Regions from separate parts of the Rattus norvegicus genome. Here region 2 is linked to region 1. The links are chromatin contacts, called in public Hi-C maps. All regions are on one chromosome and are shown on one strand. The core of a region is the stretch at or near the end of the contact, and the rest is flanking DNA. Distances in the headings are between cores, read along the strand shown.

The links. A called contact is a pair of places that touch in the nucleus more often than the background predicts.
Region 2: a Hi-C map of Schwann cells shows a contact between it and region 1, with 5 times the contacts expected there. The contact joins the promoter of Sema4b here to the promoter of Zfp710 in region 1. A contact is called at or near these places in 2 of 12 Hi-C or Micro-C datasets (Schwann cells and liver) and 1 of 1 datasets of contacts at active chromatin or transcription factors (oligodendrocytes).

The regions. Positions count from the first base shown.
Region 1 is chr1:143,375,164-143,378,139 of GRCr8, reverse strand. It overlaps Zfp710 (zinc finger protein 710), which reads right to left and starts at 1,446. Exons shown (of 5, transcript NM_001398728.1): 1 at 965-1,446. It overlaps LOC134483743 (a long non-coding RNA gene), which reads left to right and starts at 2,414. Exons shown (of 2, transcript XR_010060626.1): 1 at 2,414-2,976.
Region 2 is chr1:143,557,245-143,560,220 of GRCr8, reverse strand. It overlaps Sema4b (semaphorin 4B), which reads right to left and starts at 1,424. Exons shown (of 14, transcript NM_001170462.2): 1 at 1,247-1,424. The coding sequence starts at 1,358.

The DNA.
Region 1 (2,976 bases), core at 197-2,696:
AGGGGGGGCTGGCACCGAGGCCGGCTCGATGGGGTCTGAGAGTCCTGGAAGGAAGACCACCCGATTCGGGGGGCTCCTCCGTCTGACGCCGACGATCACGCCCCACAGCTCCGTCCAATTAGGAAAATGACCGCGAGGAGAGGGAGAGGGGGCGGCGAGGAAGGGAGGCCGAGCCACGGGAGGCTCGAGATCAGCCGTGGGGATCTACCCACCCGTTCCCGGCACTGGGCGAGCGCCTTCAACAGGTCGGAGCCGAGGCCACCGAGGGGGGCCCGGGTCCCACCATACCGGCCTGGGGACGCCCGCTGCCCTCGAGGGGCGCCCGGCACGCCAGCTGCGCGCTGCGCCCTCACCACCCTGCCGGCCCGGCCGCGCGGCCACCCCACCCGCTCCCGGAGTAAAAAGTTTGTGGGCAGCCGCAGGGGCGGGGCGGCGAGGGGTGAAACTTTGAGTCCCGGGCCGGGTGCGGGGGGAACGTCCCGGAGCGCCGCGACACCCACGTGCGGGTCGGAGACCGCCGCCGCCGCCTCCCCGGCCTCCCGCGCCGCCGCCGCGCTTTCCTTTCATTTTGCTTCTCTGCCTGTGCCTCTGCCTCTCTGCCCCTCTCTCCCTCTCTCTCTCCTTCCTCTCTCTCTCTCTCTCTCTCTCTCTCTCTCTCTCTCTCTCTCTCTCCCCCCTCTCCCTCTCTCTCCTTCCCTTCCCCCTCTCCCTCCTCCCCCCCTCCAGACGCCATCTCTCCCTCTTTCCCCCTCTCTCGCTCCAGCTCTCCGGCATGAGGGAATGTGGAAGTGAAAGGAAAAGACGACATGTTTGCAGCGCGGCTGCGGGCCTGCGCGCCGCCGTCCCCGGGGAGAGGCGGGGGGCGGGTCGACCGCGGCCGCAGCGACCCACCCCCGCGCCCCCAGCCACCCCGCCGCGGGCCGCCGGGGGGCTGGCGGGGCCGCGGGCCGCACGGGACACTCACCCTGGGTCCGGGCGCGGCTCCTCGCGCTGGGGGCCCTCGGCTGGCCGGGCCGGGCGGGCCGGGGGCTCCTGCTGCCCACCGCCCGGGTTGCTGCTGCGCGCCGCCTCCACGCGCGCCCGCCCTGCTCTGCCACCCTCCCTCCGGCTCCTCTCTTTCTCCCCCTCTCTCTCTCTCCCTCCTGCTCTCTCTCGCGCTCGCTCGCTCGCGCTCTCTCCCTCCCTGGAAGAAGGGAATGAGGCAGGGCTGACGTGAAGGGATGCTAAACAGCTCCTCCTAAGCCAGCTCGCAGAGGAAGAGAGACTGAAAAGCAGCCCTTTTATCTCTCTTTTGTTTTCTCACTTCCTTCCACCCCCCCAGCACCCCCCTCTCGTCGGCCCAAGTTTTCTTTTTCTCTTTCTACCGCAGAGAGGATTTTTCTTCTTTTCTTTCTCTTTCTCTCGCTGCAACTCTCCTACTCGAATTGCAAGCCTGGAGGCTTCTCTTTTTTTTTTTTTCTTCCCCTTCCCTCTTTTCTTCCTCCTTCCTCCTTTCTTATTTCTCTAAAAGGGTTTTGTTTGCTGTGGGAGTTTCGTTTGAAAATCGAGTCACGCCTTTTTCCTTCTTTTCTTTCTCTCCCTCTTTTTTTTTCCCCTCCTCTCAGCAGAAAAGGGGAACAAAGATTAACAAGCGGGGGAGAAGGGAGCGTCAGAACCTCGCATGGAAATGGGGGGGGGCTGTCCCTGCCAGGCACAAAGGGGGCTCGAGAGAACAGCCCCCCCAGGAAGTCTGGGGTGTCCTATCCCAAAGAAGAGCCAATGGGGTGGGGGTCCAGGGGAGCCCCTGAGTGCCCAGTCCTTCCGAAATACGGGCAGGGGCTGAGCCTGCCCCCTCCCCAGTCGGGTGGAAGCTGGGGGTGCTGTTCACTTAATATATTTTTTAAGTGGGCAGATGGGACTTAGAGCCAACGTCGCCGCAGAGCCCTGAACAGTAAAGAGCCTTTAAACAGCTGTTCGCTGAGCCCTGGACGGTCAGACTCGAGGGAACGGCTCCGGCTGCTATCGTCGGGCCCCGGGTGCGAATGGGGTTCAGAGGAGTTCGGGGCCCCTCGCGTCCTCCCCAAGCCCAGGGCCTAAGCTTGACCCCGGGGTGCACTGCTGGGGGGCGCCGAGGCGTGGTCGTTCGCTAAGGTCTGGGCCCTTGTGGCGCCCCGCGGTGCCCGGGGTTCGGCGTAGCCTGGCCTCCTCCCAACTCTGGGACAGGCCGGACACCCCGCCTCCAACCTCCCGGACACCCGCCACTCAGAGCTGCGCCGCTCTACTCCGACGCATGGGCGGGTACGGAGCCCGCGGACAGAGCCGGGCAGTGTCGCCACCAAGGGTCAATTATTCATGGGGCGCCTGGGCGTGCTCCCAAGACCAGCTCTGTCTTCGGCTTCTCCGGAGGAGTGGAGACAACACGGGGGAAAAGTTCCCAGAGCAAAGTTGGCCACATTTCTTATTTTCCCAAGTAAGTATTGAGCACCTGCTGGATGCCTGGCCCTTGGACTGGGGCTGCAGCTGGGCGAGAAACGTGAGGTCTCGGCAGGCCCAGACAAAGCGAGGGAAGCTGCGGCTCCGGACCAGGTCACCGAGCAGAAGGGAAGCCTGGATCCTCTCCCCTCCCTGCGCTCTTCCTTCCCCTTCCCTCCTTCCTCCGGGCTGCATCTCCTTGGCTCCACCCCTTCTCATCAATTCCTCCCACACTTCCCTGCTCTCCCTGGCTTTTCACTGGAGGGTCCCTTCTCCCAGCGAGGAGCAGATGCCGAGCCCCATTGTCTCTCCCCCAATGACTGCAGCCTCCCAGGGATAGGACCAGCCACTCCTTCCCCTCCCCCCAGCCCAAAGGCCTGGGTCTTTACTGACAGGCGCCCCAAGGCCACTGCCCCTCGCCCCACCCTACACCAGCTCACGGAGCTGTGAGCAATGACTCCAGTCACTCAGAACATGATTTATTTCTGGCAAGGAGTGAGAAAACAGAAGCCAGAGAGTTTGGTT
Region 2 (2,976 bases), core at 175-2,674, 180 kb before region 1:
CACCCGCAGAGAGGTTTCTGTACCAAGCCCTATCCTCAGGACTTTGCAACTGGTAATGAGTTGAGCCTTGAGCAAGGTGCTAATATCCCTATTTTGCAGATGAAGAAATCAAGGCAGAGAGAACTTAAGTTGTTACTTAAGGTCACAGGTGAACTAAGCAGCGGAGGCAAGATTTGAACTTGAGCTACCAGTAATGTTTCTGATAAGAGACGGAGATCCAGTTGCGGGCCTTAATTGAAGAGCTGATTCCATCCTTTTGCAAATGGGATGCTTTTAGGGGTGGGGATGCTATAAGAAGGAAGTCTGCTAGAGTTTTAGTCTATAACCTCTAATTTATGCAGTGCCTCACACGTGACAGTTTGCAATTTAGTGGGGTTTGGCCAAGCATTGTCTGTTGGCACCTATGTGCCTGATGCCCACCCAATGCACCAAGTTTCATAAATTTCCCGAGATGGCTTTGCAAGGTGGCTAAGCCTGAGGTGACTTTGCAGGTGAGGAAGCTGGAGTACAGGTAGTAGGAAGTACTTGCTGGGCTTAAGACCCAAGTCCCTAGAATTCCAAAAGTTGAGGTTCCCAGAAGGTTCCTGGGCGATCAGACTAAGGGAAATAAAGAAAGACAGAAGGATTGGAAACACTGGCAGCCAGGGGCAGATGGGAAGCGCTAAGAAAGGAACCTGTCCCACCAGAGTGGTACCCTCAGGTCCCTCTAGGCAGGGTATAGATGGGTCTTCATAATGTCAGTTTCCAAGTCCCGGTGTTTGGGGGTGGGAGGAGTGAATTCTCCAGGTCGATCAGTCAGAGACCGGCTGGCTGGATGGAAAGACCTGGCAACCACCCGCCGAGCTCCAGGCTCTGCTGTGGCTGCCTGAGAATATCAAAAGTCCAGAGTTTATAGCAAAGCCAGCAGCAGTGCCTTCAGCCCCATGCCGTTGGTGGCTCCACGGTTGACCCTGGTCAGCATCAAAGACAAGTAGATGAGTCGGCAGGATGGCTAGCACCTGAGGCCCCCAAACAGTGCCAAGTGTGACCGAGCAGGAGAGCGGCCCTCACCGAGTCCAGATAGAAAATGGAAGAAAAGGGCTCTCAGCTCCCTAGCTTCCCTCTCCTTTCGCTTTGACCACAGCACTTGGGAAAGGGAAATGCTTTCCTGGTCCTAGTGGGTCTCAACCCTCCTTTGTCGTGGCCATCCTACCAAGCATCTTGCCGGCTGCACTCCCGTCCCTCTGCCGCGCCCCACAGCACTTACCCAGCGGCACACTGATCCGTGGGCCGAGCGCCCGCGCCGTCGTCGTCCGCAGCAGTAGCAACAGCAGCTGCAGCGCGCTCAGCAGGTCGGCGGAGCGGCTCGCCCGGCCCATCGCGGCGCGTGGAGCTCGGACCGCGGCAGGAGCGGCGTCCTCCGGCTCAGGTTGCTCAAGTGGAGTCTCAGGCTGGAGCCCCGCCCCGCGGTTCGGCCCGGAGTCCTTCCCCTGGCCTCCGCCTCCGGACCTGGGGTGGGCGGCAGGGAAGATGGTCACGTGGGTCGCCACAGAGTAGGATCCCTCTACCCAGTCCTGCGGGGTGGAAGCCCCGCGCTCCCGCCGCAGGGAGGAGGGCGCGGAGCAGGAAGTCGGCGGGTAGGCCGGCCTCCTAGCTAGTCCTCGCCCAGCTCTTTTCCCTTCCTCCTTCCTGGGCGCTAGAGTACGAGGGGCGCTAGATCGGGACACCCGACTTGGGGCACTCGGGGTGGAACAGAGCCTGGGGATCCGAAGCCTGGAGACCGAAGAGCACGCTAGACCGCTCGGACCCGCCCTCCTTCCGGCTCCCGGGAACCCTGCCCTACTTGCCCCCTACCCACCCCCACCCCCGGCTCTGGGAGCTGTGCAGACACTGAGACTGGTAGCTTTCCAGTCTTACTTCCGTGAGAGGTCTGCATGGTCTAGAATCTAGATACACTGCTGGGTTGTCCATGCTTAGAATTCTGTCCACGCGAAGCCCGGGGGACGGCGCAGAATTAGTTCAAGTGGGATAATAGGATTTCATGGACTTCACTGCCAAGGAGGCTAGATCTTCCCCCACAACCAGCACGTGGCTGAGCATAGGAAAGGATTCCCTAAGGCTGGAATGAGAGGTATCCACCCGCAAGTACCCCAATCTGAAGTTAATGTGGTGGAGCCCCAGCAAAGAGATGGAGGGAAATAAGGAGGGTGAGATGGGGAGATCAACAAAGAAAGACATCAAGGTTTTGGAGACCCGTTTCAGCTTTTCCTAGGTGCACTGATAAAATTAAAAACCTGAAAATATGTGTCCATTGTTCTTGTGGCAATGAAACCACTTTGCCCAGAATTTTCTTAAATTTCGAAGCTACACTGCACCCGCTGCCAAAGTAGGCAGTTTCAGAGCCACATCTTTCTCCCCTCATCTCCACCCCCACAGGTAGGTGGCAGTCAGAGCAGACAAGCTCTTGGTTGGTCCCAGACTTCCCCATGTCCCACAATTCCTGTGACCACCCTGACATCCTTCTACACTCTCGTGTCATTTCTCTTACTCCTCATGTCCAAATGAGCTAGTTACTCCATCATCTGAAGTTTATTGCTTTCTCAGACCCACCCTTGCTCTCCTGGCTATGAGGCCCCTCTAATTGCTTCTTCCTTTTTTTCTATAATCTCAAACACAGTAGACAGAGTCCACTCCACAAGTTGTGTCCTCTGATCTGTGTGTGTGACACAAAATAAATATATATGCAAAACACAAATGCACATTAAATAAATTATCATTTTAAAAACGGCTTCAAAGTCTGGCCTTTAATCCCAGCACCTGGGAGTCAGAGGCAGGTAGATCTCTCGAGTTTTACAGAGCCAGTTCCAGGACCACCAAGGCTACACAGAGAAACCCTATCTGAAAATTTTTTTTAATATTTTATTTATTTATTATCTATGAGTACACTGTAGCTGTCTTCAGATACACCAGAAGAGGGCATCAGATTTCATTACAGAT